Linked DNA regions of Mus musculus: regions 1 and 2 are each linked to region 3. A link is a contact called in public promoter capture Hi-C data. All regions are on one chromosome and are shown on one strand. The core of a region is the stretch at or near the end of the contact, and the rest is flanking DNA. Distances in the headings are between cores, read along the strand shown.

Evidence for each region. Promoter capture Hi-C pulls out the DNA fragments that hold promoters and counts their contacts.
Region 1: a promoter capture Hi-C map of pre-B cells shows a contact between it and region 3. The contact joins the promoter of Gng12 here to the promoter of Eif2ak3 in region 3. A contact is called at or near these places in 2 of 39 promoter capture datasets (cranial neural crest and pre-B cells).
Region 2: a promoter capture Hi-C map of pre-B cells shows a contact between it and region 3. The contact joins the promoter of E230016M11Rik here to the promoter of Eif2ak3 in region 3. A contact is called at or near these places in 3 of 39 promoter capture datasets (cranial neural crest, maxillary cranial neural crest and pre-B cells).

Annotation. Positions count from the first base shown.
Region 1 is chr6:66,894,797-66,899,369 of GRCm38.p6, forward strand. It overlaps Gng12 (guanine nucleotide binding protein (G protein), gamma 12), which reads left to right and starts at 1,601. Exons shown (of 5, transcript NM_025278.5): 1 at 1,601-1,731. 4930597O21Rik (a long non-coding RNA gene) reads right to left here. Exons shown (of 3, transcript XR_003956381.1): 2 at 1,249-2,221; 3 at 1-364.
Region 2 is chr6:67,034,875-67,039,050 of GRCm38.p6, forward strand. It overlaps E230016M11Rik (RIKEN cDNA E230016M11 gene), which reads left to right and starts at 1,725. Exons shown (of 7, transcript NR_040278.1): 1 at 1,725-2,061. Gadd45a (growth arrest and DNA-damage-inducible 45 alpha) reads right to left here and starts at 2,533. Exons shown (of 4, transcript NM_007836.1): 1 at 2,327-2,533; 2 at 2,136-2,237; 3 at 1,804-2,041; 4 at 222-898. The coding sequence starts at 2,370. The coding sequence ends at 785.
Region 3 is chr6:70,842,331-70,846,470 of GRCm38.p6, forward strand. Eif2ak3 (eukaryotic translation initiation factor 2 alpha kinase 3) reads left to right here and starts at 2,185. Exons shown (of 17, transcript NM_010121.3): 1 at 2,185-2,691. The coding sequence starts at 2,396.

The DNA of each region.
Region 1 (4,573 bases), core at 351-2,850, 3.9 Mb before region 3:
GAATAATGTGTGAGGGGAGATAAAATAAAAGACCATATTTCAAACAACTTGATGCAATAGACAATTTCTGCACAAGTTTGTACATGATACTGGATTTCTGTTCTCTCCATATGCAGATAACTGTTTAAAGACTAATCGGTGGATACAATTTGAGAAGCCAGACATTCTTCAACGAGCCACTTTGCTTGTTTTTGCCACAGATTAGTGAGAGAAAAATTAAAAGTACATGAAGTACTTAACTGGGCTATATAATGATCCAGAGGTGGAAATCACAACCATAATAGTCCATTCTTGTGTCTGGCCATTCTGTTTAGGGTGCATCTTCAAACTGTCACGATCTGAATCAGCCAAGTGTTTCCTAACACTGTAGAAAGTAGGAAATAAAAGGCAGGCTGTGGTTTGTACCTCAACAAGAACATCCTCTGGAGGCTGCTCAGACCACACTGGCCAAGCAAGGCATTCTTGAGTAAGAGTGCAAACAGGAGTGAATTTAAAGCCTTCAGTGGGATTCAGTACCTAGATCCCAGCATCCCCAAGACCCACTCAACAGTGCATCCTCATCCAATGCTAGTACTTATTTATTTCTGTTTGATCTTTTAAATAATATATTTTATTTATTCTTTGACAATTTCATACAGGTATCCTGATCACACCCAACTTCCCCTCCTACTCTGCCACCCCCAACCCCCAACATGTTTCCCTCCCACCGTCCTTCCTTCCCCTTCCTTCCTTCCTTCCTTCCTTCCTTCCTTCCTTCCTTCCTTCCTTCCTTCCTTCCTTCCTTCCTTCCCTCCCTCCCTCCCTCCCTCCCTCCCTCCCTCCCTCCCTCCCTCCCTCCCTTCCTTGGCACTGAGTCCAATTACTGACCCCTGCTCTCACCCAATAGTAGCATCATTTTAAAAAGAGATCACGATGATTATTAGTGACTCACACCTTGGAGTACTCTAGCCAACTGCTGAGTGTTACCATTTCTGTACATCCATCTCTACAGGACTTAAGCAAGTCCCCCTCAGGTTGATGGTATCTCCTATCACATTTAGCATAATGCTTGACCCCACACAACAGGTGCTTCGTTTTGTTGAATGGCTGTAAGCAGCTTTTGTGGAAGCAAAACTAGCCCTTCAACCTGCCAAACTCTAAATGCTTACAAAACAAAACAAAACAAAACAAAACAAAAAAACAACCTGTCCAATTAATTTATTATGCAGTACTCTGTCCGGTCTGGGACATTCAATAATCTGGCTTTACCTCCATTTCTGGGAAACAACCTCCCTGTTGCCCCAGAGTCCTTTAAATATGACGGTGGCCGTTTCCTCAGACCTTTCTGGATCAGAGCCCCACTTTTGTGTGGGGTTTGGCAGAGCTCATCTTCGCAGCCTGGGGACTGCGGTGTGTGGTCCTGGTGGTGATGTATGGTGGTGGCCTCGCGTGGTTGCCCGGGCCCACCGCACCGCAGCGAGCTGCACCAACCCAGCCGCGGGCACGCGTGTCCTGACCCCCGACGGCCGCAGTTGGGCGCGGCGACCACGTCCCATGCCCGTGGGCCAGAGCGGAGGGGGTGGCGGCGACAGCCCCGCCCACCGGGCCGTGCGCCCCGCCCACGCGCGAGGGGAGGAGCTGGAGCGGAGTAGGGAGGAGAGGTCGGGCGGTCCCGGGAGCGCGGAGAGCCGGACTCCCAGGCGGCGGCAGCAGCGGCGGCGGCGGCGACGACGGCGAAGAGTGAGTGCCAAGGTAGCGCCGGGACCGGACGGGGCGGGGCGGTCGCCGCTACTTCGGGGCCGCCTGTGGGTCCCGCGGGCTGGCAGCGGGCTGGAGCTAGGGAGCGGAGGAAGGAAGCGCGTGCTGCGGGCGCTCTGGGCCGCGGAAGGGGAGTGGGAGCGAGGCCAGCCGGGGCCCACAGACGCGAGAGCCCGCTGGGGCGCGAGTGGCCCCTGAGGCTGGGTCTCCGTAGCTGCCTCGCTCGGCCTCGCCCCGCCGGAGGAAGGCCCGGGAAAAGCCGCCAGGTCGCGGTGGTGCGGGAGGAGCCGGTCGGAGCCGCCACGCACGCCCCTCCTCCGATCTCTAGACGCGCGTGGGTTGGCAGCCTCGGTACTGGGTCTTCACAGGGGGGTGGCGGCGGGTAAGGAGCTGATCGTGGAGAGAATTCGGGTGACACTTCACGAGGGACCCTGCGGCGGTGACTGGAACAGGAAGGTCGGAGTTCAAACTTGAGCCTTGTGTGCTTTTTTTATATTTTTTTTTAAATGTAGCGCCTGAAGCTTAGCCCGTGGGTTTAAAAAACTCCTCTTTATTTTAGTTAGGGCCTGTCAATTAAACTTCATTTTAAGACGCCATTGCTAGTGTCTCCTGACACTCGTTTATCCTTTTAAGTCTGTGGATGCCTTGTAAACTTGACTTAACTTTCACAAAGGGAGCCGTGATTCTTGTTAAACTTTAAGCAACTGGAAATCAGCTGGAAGGATCTGCCGAGGCCTGTGGTCTCGTGGTCCTCCTGTGCGGGCGTGGCTGTGCACAAACAAGTGGGTAGGAAAGGACGCAGCCCCACGCTTGAGCTGGAGGGGAGATCTGTGCCCATGTGCCAGGGCACGTTTAAACGCAGCTCCAAGTGGAAACACTGGGGATGTCTTAGGCCTTGTTGGACGGACTTCACATGATTCGTCTCATTCCGGTCAGTTATTTCCTCTCCCCACTGCTCTTTAGACACTGTTTATATTTCCTGGGGCGATCGTAGCGTCTCCTGAATAGATTGTCTATAATGAATCTTTTGGATGTTGTCAGAGCCAGGCTCTGTGTCTGTGTGTTCTCAATGTTTAAAGCAATAGCTTGGCTGTGTTTTGAGAGTGCTGGTCACCCTGCTGCACCATTGCTTGGCACTTCAAACCATGGATGTAAATTACCTCCGGATTCCAGCCCTTCCCCAGGGAAGCTGGGAAAGCAGTCACTGGAGAACAGTAAGGTTAAATTTACTATGATCAAGCAGTCACTTTCAAGAAAGGAGGGCCACCCTCCCCTTTTAGAACAAAAATGTATATGTCAGCAGGGTCATTTTCCAATAAATAAGCATATGGTCCTCACATATTTTTATATTTTCTCTATATTTTGTCTGTTTCGTACACGTGTACCCCCTTACCCTCTCTTTCAAGCCCCTCCCACTGATCACCTCTTTCCTCCCCACCACATTTTAAAAAGCAATCAATTGTAGATTGCTAAGTGGGCGTTTAGATAAAATATTCAGATCCTTTGCCTCTCTTAACAGTCAGCCAGCACCATAAAGTCCTGGGTGAAGTCCAGTGAATGCTGAACACTAAGTACAATGCAGCTGGATTGAGCACAAGCACGTTACTGTGTAGAACCCAGCACAGTGTGCAGCTCTTAGATTTGTATAGAACCCTATAAGAATAAGGATCTGTGCTTCTCAGGAGACGACAAGTGTGGTATACAGAGGAGGTGCAGAAAGCTCTGAGCTTATTTGAAAGACAAATCTCTTGACAGTTGGGTTGCTGTTGTCATAGGTTACAGAACACACATGGCGTTCAGGTGATGAGAGCAAAGGGCCCCACAGTAAAAAAAAAAATTTTTCAGAAAAAAGTTAGCTAATGCCCAATAATTTTTATTCCAAACCTCTCTCTAGTAGGAAAAAAAAGTCAGAACGATCTCACTTACTACGCTGTGTTTTAACTAGCTTTTGCTGTTGTTTGTTTCATTTTAGTGTAAGCCTTATAGGAAGGTGAAGTTCTAGAAGTAGTTTTCTGAGCTTGACTGAGAGGGGAAGGTACTTAACAGTGGTTTGCTGTGTAGGCTTTCTTGTCAGACACTCCAGGATGAGAATGTTATTTAGCCCTTTTCAATCCGATTTGTAAGCAGGAGTAACAGTGGTCTCTACTTGTAGTGTTTTGATGAAAGTGTATCAATTAGTCTTTGAAAAAAACAGACTGAAACTAACCTACATAAAGGGCTTAGAATGATCACTTTTCTTTTTAATCTAGTTTACACAGCAGGTTACTTGATAAATGATAATAGGTAGAACCTTCTGGAAATGCAAGATGCCACCATTTTAAGTTCCAAAGAGTGATGAGTGCTGGCAGGGTAACTCACACCTGTAATCTCAGCAGTTGGCAAAGCCGAGACAGGAGAATTGCTCTGAGTTCAAAGCCAGTTTGGACAACATAATAAGTTCTAAACTAGCGTATATTAGAGTGATATCTTGCTTTAAAAAAAAAAACAAAAAAACTAAAGGTTGAGCAGATTGTGTGTGTGTATGTATGTGTGAATGTATGTATGTGAATAAGTGTGTATAAGCTTGTATGTCCTGTTTTACCCATGGCAGTATGAAAATGATTGATGGGCCAATAATTTTAATAATGCTTTTGATGTTGTTAAATACATAGTATTTAATGCTAGGCAATTAGGAACATAAGTTGCTTTTTAAGTTTAAAAAGAATTTTTATTTTAAATAGTTACATTTATTAACCTTGGATAGGAAATTAAATAAATAAATAAGCCCAGAAGTAACATTTGTCTTTAATCAAGAACGACTGTTAAAGTTTGAAAAGATGTGATCCAAGAGTGTGAA
Region 2 (4,176 bases), core at 475-2,974, 3.8 Mb before region 3:
CTGCTTCCACGTTTTGCATGCAATTAATTATAGCATTTAAGTCATTCACTGTAATTTAGACTTTGCAAGGTGAATCTTGCCATATTCCCTTTTTCCTTACCCCGACCCTCTACAACCGCCCCCCCCCACCATCTTCCTGCCTAGTGTAAAATACAGCAAAGCTTCAATAGAATGTCCAATAATCAATATTGTAAAACACAAACCACACGTTGAGAAATGACACAATTATTCCATACCAGTTTATTTTAGATAATGTGCTTCAAAAACTTTATCATAAATAACCTTTCACATCATAAAATAACTTAGTAAGATTTATAATAAAACTTCTGAGAATTTAACATCTCATCAAAATACATTTAAACTGTGGCTTGAAAATATGATTAATCCTCTTTTACTTTCCTTTTATTTGAGGGCATAAAGACCAAAAAAAAAAAAGAAAAAAAATACCCAAACTATTGCTATACATTTAAAGTTTCAACAAAGCAATATTTGGCTTATTTGAAAGTAACCTGGCCATCCTAAATTAGCAGTTTTCTTTCTTGCAGTGCTTTGTAGTTTTTGTCCCTTTTGCCTTGGATTTCTCTTTTCTCGCAGCTTCCTTCTTCAGGCTCACCTCTCTCTCCCTCTGCAAAGTCATCTCTGAGCCCTCGTGCAGTTGAACTCGGCCCCTTGACATCAGTTTCTGTAATCCTTGCATCAGCGTGGGGAGTGACTGCTTGAGTAACTACAAAGGTATTTCAAAACTTCAGTGCAATTTGGTTCAGTTATTTCCATTCGGATGCCATCACCGTTCCGGGAGATTAATCACGGGCACCCACTGATCCATGTAGCGACTTTCCCGGCAAAAACAAATAAGTTGACTTAAGGCAGGATCCTTCCATTGTGATGAATGTGGGTTCTGTGAACAGATTTTGAAAAAATTACTTCCCCGGAAAATAATCAGCTTCTGCTACTAATTGTGCTACTTTTGAAAGGGCCAAACCCCGAACATTCTGTTAAAAACAGCATCTAGCATAGTCTAAACACCTGTAACGTGCACGGAACTACACAGAGTTTTGCATATTAACTACCCCATTCTGCATGAGGTTACCATTCTTAAGACCTCCCTTCCAAGCATGTACCCTGGTGGGTCATAAGTAAAAGACTCCTGAAAAGCATTCTCAGGCTGTGTGCACGGTGAGGGCTGCAGGGCAGGCAGCTGCTGAACTCTTATCTTCCCTGACGATGAATAGCACATTTTACTGGCAGCAACAAGTAACCAGGCAGTCACTTCCCTACACAAGTCAGAAGAGAAAGAGTACAAAAACAAAAAACCAGAAGACCTAGACAGCACGGTTCTTTCTGAAAACACTATCAACCCACCACACATTTTTAAGCGGTGGGGAGGAGGGAGCTCGTTTAAACAAACTCAAGAGCAGCAAAGAAAAGAATTCCACTCGGTACACTTCAGAGTATCTATCTATATCCAGGGAATTAATAAGGTCTGTCTCCTACACCACTTCTACCTTTAGCTTTGACAGCAAATGAAGAATGAAGCTAACTTCTTAACGAAGGGTAAACCGGGAATTTATTTGGCTTTATCTAATCTGTTCTGCTCAAAGAATTAGCCACGCGAGGTTGTGCAGAGGTAAGCAGAGGTAGCAGCTGGGCAGCTTGCTGACTCACAGGGATATCTTCCGCCGCTGGAGGCCACCCACGAGCTTAGACACGCTCCGTACCCTATCACAACCCCCGCGAGATCAGCGTTCAGCTCGGACAAGGTCCACCCCAGCAGATTCTGGGCTGCAGCCCCGGGTCTCTTACCGTCACCAGCACACAGTGCAGGTCCGGGGTCTGCGCGGCGCCCCCGCTCTCCGCCGGGCCCGCGTCGTTCTCCAGTAGCAGCAGCTCAGCTAGCCGACCCGGGTTGCTGACCCGCAGGATGTTGATGTCGTTCTCGCAGCAGAACGCACGGATGAGGGTGAAATGGATCTGCAGAGCCACATCCCGGTCGTCGTCTTCGTCAGCAGCCAGCAGGCACAGTACCACGTTATCGGGGTCTCTGCGGGCAGCGGGGCAGCGGTGAGTTGCATACGCTCAGGGGGGCGCGGGGTAGAGGCGGGTGGGTGGGCGAGCGGGGAACGCGGGCCACTTACACGTTGAGCAGCTTGGCAGCCTCGTACACGCCGACCGTAATGGTGCGCTGACTCCGAGCCTTGCTGAGCACTTCCTCCAGGGCATCGCCCACCGTGTCCATCCTGCGGGCGGCAGGGTGAGAGCGGGTCAGCCGGGTCCCCGGACGCGAGGCGGGAGGGGCGGCGGCCACCGAGTCGGCAGGCACACTTACCTTTCGGTCTTCTGCTCTGCAGCCGAGAATTCCTCCAAAGTCATATTGCAAGTGCGAGTCCCTCCCTCGGCGCGCGGGCTGCTCCTGGCCCCCACAGTGCGCGGCGCCGGCTCTGCGCTCGCTCCCACCCTCCCTTCTCCGCTCCGGCCGGCCGGCTGCTCGCCTAGCCTCGCTGGGGAACTCTGCACTGCTGCCTCGGGGCCACTGGAGGACAAAGGGCCCGATTCCGGAGATATGGGGCTAGCCCTCAGCCAACCAGGTCCAGCTTCATTTGCATGCAGTCAGGCCATTGGGTTATGCAAATTAGCAGACGTTGACACCCAGACCCTCGCTCCACCAAAGCAAGGCAGAGTTGAGCGGAAAGGGGCGGAGCTACGCGGGAGGGAGCCCACGGGACGAAGGTGGTGCTGAAACCCGGTTGGTGGGGTCCTGAGCCAGCTCTAGGTAGTTTGTGGAGCCTTCTGGTGCGGAGGGCTTTGCAGTGGTTCAAGTGTCCTCAGCTCTGACTGAAACAGCCTGCCAATTGTTTTTCTGGTTGTGGACATCTTTTGATTGTCGTTTCGTGCCCTTTGTGTTAAGGGGCTGCTTTTTAAATTTTACTTCCAGGGATTAATGCACTCCAGTCTAGCTGTTGTTAGTAAGCATATTTTTAAGTGTCCAGACATGCCGGGCAAAGCTTGCTTCAGTGTTTATATGCAAGTTTCAGGTAAACCTGCTTATTCCCAGTAGTAGTCTTTTGGTGCCCTGATGGCTGGTTTGATTTGGTTTTGGTTGGTTGTGAGAATTTGAAACTCCAGGGAGAAGAAAAAAAAAAAAAAAATCGCATTTGTGTGTAGTGGTGGCACAGTACCAAGTTGGAATCTTTTCCACAAAAAGTTGGTGAAATTTCTGCCTACTCCATGTAAGGTGGGGAGCTGGTGATCGCATGTTTAACGAGCCAAATTCACCGTTCTTAGAATCCTTCCTGAAGAAGGCTCCTTCTGATCAAGTAAGAGCTAAGAGAGAAATTCTGTGGTATTCAGAGGTGCCATCATGGAAATTCGAGGTGCTCACGATGTTCCCTGAGCGTCCCATCACAGGCAGAAGAGTATGACACCACCTTTACTGTCTATGAGCTCACTCTGAATTACTGAAGCTGAATCATGAAGCTGTAACTGTAGTACATTTTAGCCATGTGCTCAAATTTCACCTTTGAGATAATAGCAACTTGTAGGTAGAAGGCAAACCCTCGTAACTGCAAGCAGGAGTTACAAAGTAAAAACAATTTTTAATGCAAACTTTTACTGGATAGCTCAAAACTCTCTTTGTTTTATGAGCTTATTCAGTAAATACAAAAGCATTGCCTGAACCTACTAGTCACGGAGAGTGGTGAAATTGCAGCCCATATGCTTGCATTCTTAACAGTGCTAATATTGAGGTCACTGGGTAGCTTACAGTTACAGAAGTAAATTTTGCAGAGGTACATGTGAGTTATCCTTAAGATTTTTTTTGCGGGGGGAGGGGTGGTTTTTCGAGACAGGGTTTCTCTGTGTAGTCCTGACTGTCTTGGAACTCACTTTGTAGACCAGGCTGGCCTCGAACTTAGAAATCCGTCTGCCTCTGCCTCCCGAGTGCTGGGATTAAAGGCGTGCGCCACCATACCCGGCAAGTTTTTATTCTTGTGGACAAAATATTTTCAAATTCTCTTAATCTTAACTTAATGGATAATTTATAGGTTGGTTTTCTAGTTCACTTATTGGAGATGTCCCCAAGAGACAAAAGTTGAGTAAAGGAGCAAATGTCAGTGTATGACTTACCCTGGGTGCTGTGTACCTCATACTTACGCCTTAAAGCTTTAAATGGCGATGCTT
Region 3 (4,140 bases), core at 935-3,434:
CAAATAGTGTCTTGCTTAGGGGCGGGACTTTGTATCCACCGACCACTGTCAGTGCTGGGTTTTGGTCTGGTTCCAGCCTGTGCAGATCTTTTGTATGCTGTCAGTTTCTGTTGAGTCCATGTACACATTAGTGGCACCGATGTTCTGGGAGTGGCCAATCACTTTTTGATTGGATTTAAGGCCCACTCCATAAGGTAGAACCCATAGCTGATGCTGACATTGTAGTGAAAACCTGAAACTAGACAGTCACATACTTAGGGGCAAATCTACTATTATTATTGTTATAAGGACATAGCAATAAAGCGACTACTGATGACATATTGCTATATCGTCAGTAGAGCACCATTCACCCTCATCAGAGAAGCGGCTTCTTGCAATAAAGACAGAAATTAACAAAGAGATCCTCAACTGAACAATATACAGAAAGTTGGGTACTCTGGAGCTCTCAGTCCTAAATAGGATATCTGTATCAAACCTCTCCCCACAAGGCTGTGTTTTGCACAGAAAAGATGGGAAGATTGTCAGAGTCATAGGTAGCAGGTAACTCCAAGGGAAGAGTTTCTTCCAGACACAACAGTACCAGTATACATACGAGCTTAAAATGGAATCTTTAAAAATAAATAAAAAGAGAAAGGGACCATATGAGCAGAGGAAAGTTCACATGAAGAAGCAATAGAGTAGCCATCTAACAAACCAAAAGGGGCCTCAGAAGAACTCGATTCTGATGGCTCCCGATGGAGGAATTCTAGCCTCTAGAACACATATGCTAGAGGGAATTTGCTATGACAGCCCTGGAGAATTAATATACAGGGCAAGAACTTCCGGTCCTTGGCTTTCATCCTAAGCAACACAGGGTAAGTTGAAGGTCATATCCTGCCCTGTAGGGAAGCAGGAAAACAAGGGACAAAATGTCTCATAGAGGAAAGGCTGAGTTCCACAGTGGAGGACACTTAGGAGGAAAAACGGGACTCCTCTTCGAATTTATTAAAACCATGTGAGTGAATCAGAGCAATCTGGGTGGAGCTGAGGAATACTAATGCCTGTGCAGTGTGTGTGAGATGAGAGAGGACAGGAAGACAAGGCGCTTTAGAGATTTGTTGTACAGAAGAGAGAAGGAATGTGGTGAGAACTAAAGGGAGAAATGGGTTTATAGGGATTGGGGCTGAGTGGAAATTAAGTGTGCTTCATGCAGATGGAGACCAGCGTACACAAACTGCCAACATCATTAAAAATCTTCCCAGTGTTTGGTTGGTGTTCTGAGTACACTGCTGAAGGATGCAACTTCTTACTCTTCCACACACCAGCTCTGAAATCTTCAGGGTATTCGCAACTACTTTAAGAGAATTTTAAACGCTTTGGTCAAACATTTGAACCTTCCCCACTTTGGTCGTTGTCGTTCTATTTCTCCTGAGGGCAGTGTAAAGCATGCCAAACCAACCGGGAGACTTAATAAATTTTTGTGACTGTGTGACCTTGTGCAGATTACTTCAAGTGCGCCAGGCCTGGGATCCTCCTTTATAAACAGGTTAAGAGGCGTTCCGGGCGCTCTGGGTTATCTGTTCTACAGATCACTGTCATCTCTATCAAAGCTGTAATTGTAATTCTTAATACCTTCCTAGCCACAAATTGGGCAACTCCTGAACTTCTAAGGACACATGACCTGTGCAGTCACTTTCCCCCAACTCTCATCCCTTCTTTCCAAATAAATTCGGCTTGGGAATAGCAAAAGCATCTATCCCTTTAAGATCAGCCACCTCCCGGCCACCCGGGACTCCTTTCCACTCTTCTTCCTTTCACAGGGGACGGTCCTCTTCACACTCAGAATCGGCCACGTACTAAGTGCCGCTTCCAACCAATCAAGAAGCAGTTAGCTCAGGCCTTTGAGGAGCATCCACTTTCACCAATAATCTCCAAGCTTTTCCCAGCGCCTCACTTTGAGGGGCGAGGCCAATCAGGGAATGGACCAATCCGTTCCAGAAGTGGCATTAGGGAACTGAAATGATTCACCAATCGCCTAAGAAGACTCTGGGGAGGGGCATTTCTCATTGGCCGTCGTTCCCGGAAAAGGGCCGGACTGCCACAGGGAAAACTACAATTTGATTGGTAGGTATAATGTTGACAACAAGGAACGCGTCTGCCTGGCTCGGAGTGGCAAGGCGCGCAACCAATCGCAGAGCAGACGCACGGAACCCTCGCTCAATGGGCGATGTCTGCACAAGGCTGTCACTCAGGTGGCAGTGGCTGAGACGTGGCCGGGCAGCTCTGCTGCTGCGGCGCGAAGTCGAGAGGCGGCGGGGTCCGTGGCGCGCGCTCGCAGTGCTCCGAGGCTCCGAGCGGCGAGACGGGCGGGCGCCGACGGCAGGGTCTCCATGCCCGCGCGTGGGGCGGGCCGCTGATGGAGCGCGCCACCCGGCCCGGGCCGCGCGCGCTGCTGCTGCTTCTGTTCCTGCTGCTGGGCTGCGCGGCGGGGATCTCGGCGGTCGCGCCCGCCCGCAGTTTGCTTGCTCCCGCGTCGGAGACAGTGTTTGGCTTAGGGGCAGCGGCCGCCCCGACTTCGGCCGCGCGGGTGCCTGCGGTGGCAACGGCCGAAGTGACCGTGGAGGACGCCGAGGCATTGCCGGCTGCCGCTGGCGAACCGGAGTCACGCGCGACGGAGCCCGATGACGACGTGGAACTGCGGCCTCGCGGCAGGTGAGAGGTTGGGAACTAGGGTCGGGGCACCTCTCGCAGGGATGCGAGTGACTGCGGACAAAGCAGAGAGCCGCGACACCTTCCTGTCCCACTCTGAGCGCCTGCCTGGTCCTGGCTGTGGGAGGGCAACAGCATCTTTAAAGGAGGATGAGGGATGCCTGGAGAATGCAACACCCGGCTTAGGGAAGAAAGTCACTTCCCCGCTTTCATTGTTTTCGGGCTTTAACCATATGCACTTTACACTCCCATTCCCAAATACTTGACTCGTTCTGTCCTGATTCTGTTGCGACAGGTAAAACGACTTTCAAAAGAGATGCCTACATTTATCCTTCAAATACAAGTCTGTTGTGGCTCCTGGTCGAGGGTTTTGATTTTCTGTTTCTCTAATTGAGATATGCGGGAACACCTGCATCAGAATTACCAGGGGGATGCTGGTTAAATGGACAGTTTTCTAGGCTCCGCCCCGGTTTTACTAAACCAGACCTTTTCTGGGTAAGAACAAGCACTCTCAAGAGCTCCGAACACACTTAGAGGTTAAAGTTTAAGGAGTGTGCTTGGGTTCTTTTATCCTAGCAGCTTTTTGATATTTAAAGGGGGTTAGCATAGTTTATTTCAGTTGGATTTCTTAGCCTTATAAACATACAAATTCAAGAGACAAGTTTTAAAGCAATTTTCAAAGTCTGCACAGAATGTAAAATACTTTAATAAAGTATTTTTCAGATAGCATGTGTGGAGAAAGTGGCACTATTTAATAGAAAGAATGCTAAAAGAGCATTAGGTAAATTAAGAGCTGCATCTAAATTAGAACATATCTAAGTTTGTAACATAGTAGTTATAGATTATAAAAAGTATCAGAACCTTGATCTAGGTACCCAGTGATTACCAGAAATAAACAGGGCAAGCCCTAAAATTCTCCATACACCATTTGAATAGTTATATTTAAGAATGTTTAAGTAATAAAGAATACAATTTCATCTATTTGCGAATGTATGAACTCTCCTAGATGAGTGAAACAGCTGTGAAGAGTAAATTACACGAAGTAGAGAGAACTATTCTGTTTTCCTTAGAACACACACCTGCAGCAGCAGGGACTTTCTAAAGCTGAGCAGAACCCCTGGGGTTATGGAGGTAGAGCAGGAAGCCTCTGCTCTTGGAAGGAATACGCAGTCAATCCAGCAATCGGGATGAAGCAGAAGGTCCTAACTGTAGGGCGGTTCAAATGAACAGTAGAAAGCAGTACAAAGGAACTGTCATGGGTGATGCACAGTTTGCTGGTGTATGCTGTGTAAGGCAAGGGATGAGGTAGGTTTATAGATAAGAAATGGCTGTGACAGAATGATTTGGTTCTTAAAAATGGGTAGAATTCTGATAGATGGTGGACTTAAGACAGCAAGAAGAATGGGGGTTGGAAATTATATTGAGACCATTTTGGGGAGCGTGTGTGCGTGT